Regions from separate parts of the Capsicum annuum genome. Here region 1 is linked to region 2. The links are chromatin contacts, called in public Hi-C maps. All regions are on one chromosome and are shown on one strand. The core of a region is the stretch at or near the end of the contact, and the rest is flanking DNA. Distances in the headings are between cores, read along the strand shown.

Evidence for each region. Hi-C and Micro-C count contacts between places; a contact is called where the count stands out from the background.
Region 1: a Hi-C map of bud shows a contact between it and region 2, with 3 times the contacts expected there. The contact joins the promoter of LOC107863520 here to the enhancer-like site in region 2. A contact is called at or near these places in 3 of 5 Hi-C or Micro-C datasets (bud, leaf and placenta).

Annotation. Positions count from the first base shown.
Region 1 is chr3:184,274,569-184,278,566 of UCD10Xv1.1, forward strand. It overlaps LOC107863520 (leucine-rich repeat receptor-like protein kinase TDR), which reads left to right and starts at 1,305. Exons shown (of 2, transcript XM_016709458.2): 1 at 1,305-3,998. The coding sequence starts at 1,518.
Region 2 is chr3:184,069,557-184,073,358 of UCD10Xv1.1, forward strand. LOC107863521 (a long non-coding RNA gene) reads left to right here. Exons shown (of 2, transcript XR_007053132.1): 2 at 540-2,055. Among protein-coding and RNA genes, the nearest start is that of LOC107863521, 9.9 kb to the left of the region's middle. Within about 2 kb of position 2,420, at least 3 of the 5 cell types and tissues checked have an H3K27ac peak or open chromatin away from gene starts, as enhancers often do. A contact at or near this core is called in bud and leaf, where this site is marked.

The DNA.
Region 1 (3,998 bases), core at 55-2,554, 200 kb after region 2:
GATGATTGATTATTAATCATCACTAATCAAGTTAATATTAGAGACACCTGATGATTAAATTAACATTTTGAAAGATTTTCCAGTTAAAGATTTATTTATGTGGTCCTTCCAGCATGGGCCAATGTCACAAGGTGCTTTCATTTGCTTGTTCAAAGTGGAAAGAATTACACAAACGAAAAAATTAAGGAAAAAAAAATAAGATTAAAGGAATAATGTGGTGAAGGGGAAAATCGAAAACCAACTTTATTGGATCCTGCGTGAGACATTGCCATTATACTAATTGCTCCACTCATTTTTATTTGTGCAGTATTTAATTTAACACATTTTCTAAAAAGTAATTAATCTAAATTAAAATTTTGTTGTATTATTTTTTAAATATAGTAAATTTCATATTTTTAAAAATATCTATAATTAATAATAAAAATTTAAAATAAAATAATAAATTATATATTAATTTTTTAAATTAAACAAATAAAAATTGTCGGAGGAAATACTGTACAAATTCTATTATATACAATCTTTTTGATTGGCTAAGATAAAGGCACAAGGAATTATGCAAAAGCGGTGGGGAAAAGAATTAAAAAAGAAAAGAGGAATGAAATCTAAGAAAAAGTATTTCAAGAGAGCAGAATAAGTGTGAAAATGCTGAGCAAAGAGAGACAAATAGAGAAATTAAAGCAAACGAAAACAGAGCAGCACATACATTTATCATTATCAAATAGTAGTAGTGATTAATTGTGTGAGGAGAGTGGGAGTTACAAAACAGAAGCTGCAGCAGAAGCTAAAGAGCAAGAAGAGGAAAAGTACAAATGTACTCCCTCAGTTTTATTTTATTTGACTCCTAATAAAAAATAAACGTTTCATTTTATTGATTCTTTTAATAATCAAACTTGCAGTTCTAAAATATTCCTTTCCTTGTTTAAAAATAATCGGTTCTTATTGACTTATGCTTTTTAAAAATAAATATTTATTAAAAATTTATTTTATCAAATTAATTTTATTAATTATACTTTAATAAAATAAATTTAAGTATATTTATTTTATTTAATTATTTAATAATATAAATAATATTAAAAGAACATAATAAACTTATTTTAATTTCATAACTTTGAAGACTAAATTGAAACACATAATTTTTAAGAAAGAGGGCCAAAACGAAACGAAGGAAATATTAATAAGATCATTTTAATAAAATATTATTTTAATTAATTTTTTTAATCATTACTTTAATGAAGTAATTTTTTTTTTTTTTAAAAGAGGTATAGCAGGCCGGGCAAAGTATAATGAAAGAACAAAAGATTTTTGGATTTTATTTTGAAATTTGTTTTGCTTTCTTTTCTCTCTCTTTACACCAAAGATCAAACAAAACCCACTGAAGGGGAAGCTAGTCATGATGAAACCCCCCTCAGTTTCCAGCACTCCTAAAAAGCATTTCTTAACCATCAAAACCTTCCTTCCCTTAAATTTGCCTCTCCATTTATCTGCCATTTCCACCATAACCCCATAAGAGCATAACCATGAAACAACACTCCCTTCCTCTCTTTCTTATTACATTTTTCTTCTTCTTAACAAGAATTTCACTTGTTTTCTCCATTACTAGTTCAAATCTTCCTCTACAACTCATTTCTCTTTTGACATTAAAGTCCTCTTTCCATGATCAACAGAACACCTTCAATGACTGGGATCCCACTCTTGCCTTCTCTAGACCAGGTTCTCACATTTGGTGCTCATGGTCTGGCATCAAATGTGACAAGAAAACTAACCAAATCACCTCACTTGATCTTTCAAGGCGCAATCTTTCTGGTACAATTCCATCAGATATCATAAACCTTGTACACCTTCACCACCTGAATTTGAGTGGAAATGCTTTTGACGGTCCTCTCCAAACAGTCATTTTTGAATTCCCTTTCCTCAAGACTCTTGATATTAGTCACAACAACTTTAATTCAACGTTTCCCTCTGGTGTATCAAGACTCAAGTCTTTAACACACCTAAATGCTTATAGTAACAATTTTACCGGCCCTTTGCCGGAAGAAGTTGTTCAGCTCCCCAATCTTGAGTACCTTAACTTTGGTGGAAGCTATTTCATAGGTGAAATTCCGAAAAGTTATGGTGGCTTAACAAAGCTGAAGTTTTTGCACTTGTCTGGAAATTGTTTGACTGGTCCTGTTTTGCCTGAGTTGGGTTTCTTGAAACAACTTGAACATATGGAGATTGGTTACCAGAACTTCACTGGTTTTGTCCCTGATGAATTTTCTTTTTTGTCAAATTTAAACTATCTTGATATCTCCCAAGCAAGCCTTTCTGGTAATCTTCCTGTTGGGCTAGGCAACTTGACAAAGCTTGAAACTCTGCTTCTATTCAAGAACCACTTGTTTGGTCCAATTCCGCTGTCTTTTGCCAAATTGACATCGCTGAAATCATTGGACTTATCGGACAACAATCTTTCTGGAACAATCCCGGAAGGAATTTCAGGATTGAAGGAGCTTACCCTCTTGCATTTGATGAACAATAAGTTAACAGGTGAAATCCCACAAGGCATTGGTGAGCTTCCTAATCTTGAATTATTGTCTCTATGGAATAACTCACTCACTGGGATTTTACCGCAGAAGTTGGGTTCAAATGCAAAGCTGCAACAACTTGATGTTTCTTCAAACAATCTCTCAGGTCCCATTCCACCAAATCTCTGTCTAAGCGAAAACTTAGTTAAACTCATCATGTTCTCAAACCAGTTTATTGGTGAGCTCCCTTCTTCCTTAGCAAATTGCACTGCATTGGTCCGGTGTAGAATTCAAAACAACAGACTCAACGGTTCAATACCATTAGGCTTTGGTTTTTTGCCGAATTTATCCTACTTGGACTTGAGTAAAAATAATTTCTCTGGTCCAATTCCAAGTGATTTTGGGAATTCCGTTAAAGTGGATTATTTGAACATATCGGAGAATTCATTCAACAGTGAGTTGCCAGATAATATCTGGAGTTCGCTAACTCTGCAAATCTTTTCAGCCAGTTATAGTGGCCTTGTCGGGAATATCCCAAACTTCAAAGGGTGTCGAGCTTTCTACACCATCGAGCTGGAAGGAAACAATCTTACAGGAAGCATTCCATGGGATATTGAGCATTGTGAGAAGCTCGTTTGCATGAATTTTCGACGAAATTTGCTCACGGGTATCATTCCGTGGGAAATATCTGCAATTCCTTCAATATCAGAGGTTGATTTGTCTCACAATTTTCTCACTGGAACCATTCCTTCACATTTTGCCAATTCCAGTACATTAGAAAGCTTCAATGTATCCTACAATCAGCTCACTGGTCCAGTGCCTTCTTCAGGCTCAATTTTCTCCAGCCTACATTCTTCCAACTTCATCGGCAACGAAGGCCTATGTGGTACTGTACTTCAAAAGCCTTGCAGGACCGACGGACTCGAAGCAGGAGCAATGGAAGTTAAGCCACAGCCCAAAAAGACAGCCGGCGCAATTGTCTGGATTATGGCAGCAGCATTCGGTATCGGGTTGTTCGTACTTATCGCTGGCAGCCGATGTTTCCAGGCAAATTACAGTCGTCGATTTTCAGCTGACAGAGAAGTTGGCCCGTGGAAATTAACCGCATTTCAGAGATTGAACTTCACGGCGCATGATGTACTGGAGTGCTTGACAATGACAGACAAGATCCTCGGAATGGGTTCAACAGGGACAGTGTACAAGGCCGAAATGCCTGGTGGTGAAACCATAGCGGTGAAAAAGCTATGGGGAAAACACAAGGAGGCAATCAGGCAAAGGCGAGGCGTCTTAGCTGAGGTTGATGTGTTAGGCAACGTGAGGCACAGGAACATCGTGAGATTGTTAGGCTGTTGCAACAACAATGAGTGCACGATGTTGCTGTATGAGTACATGCCCAATGGTAGTCTAGACGATTTGTTGCATGGTAAGAACAAGGATGCTAATTTGGTGGCTGATTGGCTTACTAGGTACAAAATTGCACTTGGGGTGGCTCATGGA
Region 2 (3,802 bases), core at 1,170-3,669:
ATATAGAAGTTTTAAGGATTGGAGAATTCACATATGCCTTGGTTGCACAGCATGATTATTTTTATGGATTATTTTAACGGTTCACCCTCATTTTCCTTTTATGGATTATTTTAACGGTTCACCCTCATTTTCCTTTTATGGATTATTTTAACGGTTCACCCTCATGCACATATGCCTTGGTTGCACAGCCCTCTGAATGCACCATTCTGCTTCTTTTGAAATGATCACTGTAATCTCAGAAAAGATATTTCTGTGTCGGGATAACTTATTGAGAACTTTTTGCATTCACTTTTCCGTGGAAATAACCTGCTTCATTGTAGCAGCACTTATTATGTATGTAGAGGCTTTAAAACTCTATGTGCATGGGACTGTTGAACAGGCTCGATGCTATATGCATAGCAGTCTTGTCTAGCAAAATAGATTTCCTCTTATGCCTCTCCCTGTATGAGTTCTTTGAGTTTCTGATATTGTGTTATCTTTCTAGATCTTCTGCTGTCGTCGTGAGACGACCTTTTTATTAATGAAATTATAGGTTTCAGGGAGACTAAAGAATAAAGTCACTCTAGAGGTCAATCTACTCCCACCATCAAGGCTCATACTTATGGATGCTCTATCTTGAGGTTCGCTTTGACATGGTACCTCTGTGTGCTGGTAAGAGCGTAAGTTTAGTGAAAACATGATTAGCATTTGTTTTGTCAACAGTGAGACAACATTCAACTTGTTAGTGCATATTTTCATTGTTTTATTTCAATTCTAACGCAAATTTTACCGGTATAGGGAATTCCTCTTTACTGATGATCTATTTTCCGGTTCATGTTCCTTCTATTTTTAGCTCTTACCATGGAGTAACTGGTAAAGTTGCTGTCATGTGACCTCGAAGTCACGGTTTCAAGTCGTGGAAACAGACTCTTGCAAAAATGCAAGGTAAGGCTCCGTACAATAAACTCTTGTGGTTCGGCCCTTCCCCGGACCCCCCACATAGCGGGAGATTTAGTGCATCAGGCTGCCCTTTTTTGGAATTGCTTAAGCTGCGAGCAGGTTTGTGAATCCTTTGGTTCGAGGGAAAATTGAGCAATACCAGAATCCATGATATAATTATTCAGATCAATTATTAGGCCCTTCTCCAGTTCAGAAGGATGTAAATTTTCAGATCCAGTTTAATCATGAATGACAGTACATCATTAATGACTTAACCCATTTAAAAGATATTTAGGAAGATTAGCCTTTAACTCTGTAATTTACTTTCAGCTTAGTTGTATTCTCCTAAGGCGGGGTGATGTTTGAGTCTGATGTTCTCTTTACATTGATTGCAATGAAAGGATCTGTATAGGCTAAATCCTTTCACCTCCTCTGGAAGACATTTGCATAGCTTTATAGACATGATATTGTTCAAGCCTAACCCCCAAACCAATGAACCTCAACCATTGGTGATGGCTTTTTTGTTTTCTTTTTTTTTTTAAAAAAGAAAAAGAAAAGCATTGATTGCAATATCATTATCGAGTTATACAAAGTAATTTATATTGAGTAATCGCGCTTCACTGACAGGCACTTTTTTTAAAACATTTTTATTTTATCAAAATTCAGTTTAATCTTTATGCTGGTACAAGTATCTTATGCAATCTAATTCTACATTTTCCCTTGCTCTTGTAGGTGACACGTACAAACCATTCTTACCTAAATACAAAGAGGTATCAACTTGCTGGTGCTTCTGCTTTGATATAGTTCTTTCCGAACATTTGTTCAGTTGCAGCAGTAACAAAGTGGTACTAAAATGCTGCATTACTAGCTGGTGGTTTTGTTGCATTGCCATCATACCTTTTCTTTGGTTTTTCTTCCTTTGTATTTCGAGATCAAGTGGAACTTCATGCAGAATTGTTAAGGCGTAATTACTATATAGTAAGTGAATAAATTCTATGTTCAAAATCTGTTCGCAGGCTTTACTATTGTTTGTTTATTACCCAAAAAAGTTATGTTCAGTATCATAGGATACTGCATATGTACGTTTAAGGTCATCCTGTATAGATTTTGATGTACTCATCATGTCAATTCTCTTTATCATTGTGTGGATTGCCTCCAGATACTTTATTTGGCTCCACTTGTAGATAAAATCGTGCTCCCTCTTTATGCAACTTCACAGACTGATCCTGATATAACAGTGAAACTTGGTCAAGTAGAACTAAGTATGATAGAGTTTAAGTTAAGGAAATAAGTGGTCGGTCATGGAAACTCCCATGGATGTATGTCTAATGTCCCTACAACTTTTTTTCAAAACAACTCTTGAGTGACCTGCAGTGGCAACATTTTATGATTATATGCTTTGAAAGTTTGAGCAGATAAAGTAACCAAAGTGAGGAAATGAAGCTTGTGATGATCAAGTAGACTTGGCGCATAGGCCAGTTTCCAATGGATAGGAAAAAGTGAACAAGCTTAAATTTTCTAAACATAGATGATTATTCGTTTGAAGTTTCGGTCGTTTGGTTGGAATTCATGCACCTTGCTTGAAATTACAGATATTAGATGGATTCCATGAAGACAGTGTGTCCTTTGATTTCTAAAAGCAAAATAGTGAGAAGCTTTACGAAACCATGGAGAAACAAAAGTGGGGGCGGGGGATTAACTAAAGAGGAAAGATAGAGAGAGGGAACTCGATGTAACTTTGTAGTCCTAGTCAATAATAGGGGTGTTTTTGTTTTAACCAGAGGTATTCTGATGGTGTACCGTGTATTTAATGTACCTTAGTGGTAGTGTATATTATCCAACTGTTCACTTAGGTCGACCATGGTGAAGTTTAAATTCTTCTACTTTTGACGATTTTTACCCAAGTTGAACTCTGGTGCCATTACAAGGTCAAAGAAGCCTTCACTTTTATTGTGTAATTAACATATTCATACATACTTTTTAACACTTGGTTAGGGATACACATTTTCATCGAATGTTGATTCTTAAGGTTAATTGATTAGTTAGACGTAAAGACTTGGTGGTACATAAATATTTACCATTTTAATGTATTGTACAGTTTAACCACTAGTTGCATGATATATCTAGGGGGCGCAATAAGCATGCAAATGAAAAGTGTATGATTGCCAATGACCACTTTTTGTTCTCCACTCTGAGCGTCACTTAATTATACTGTCTCGTGGATAGAGCAAGTACGTTTCTTCCACATGACTAGGGCTGTTAAGTGGGCCAGGCTGGCTCAATCCGGAACCGGCCCGTTGAGTTTATCCGGTTTGTGGGCCGGTCAGGATTCGGATCTGGTTAAATGGGCTGATCTGGTTTCGGGCCCAATAGTATTTTTTAAAAAAAACAACCCTGAATCGGCCCACTTAACCTAACCCGGTCCAACCCATCTAAAACCGGTCCAAAATCCGATCAACCGGTCAAAAACAAAAAAAAAATTAAAAGTTTTTTCTCCAATATACACTATATATACCCACCTATATACATTTTAAATACGTTAAACAACATATATCCACTATATGTAGTACATTAGAATTTAAAAACATAAACACAATTACACATGTAATTGCGTATATGCCGATACATTAGTTATATATATACTACTCTAAATAAAACATATGTTACAAGATATATACTACAATATAACGATATATATACTAATTTATAAAATATATACACATGTATACGTTAAATATATACTACTTTAGAGTATAGAAGATATATACACATTACATATCATTCAATATGTATGTACTACTTTCAATAAAATATACTACAATATATGTACTACAATATAATGATATATATACTAATTTATAAAATATATACATATGTATACATT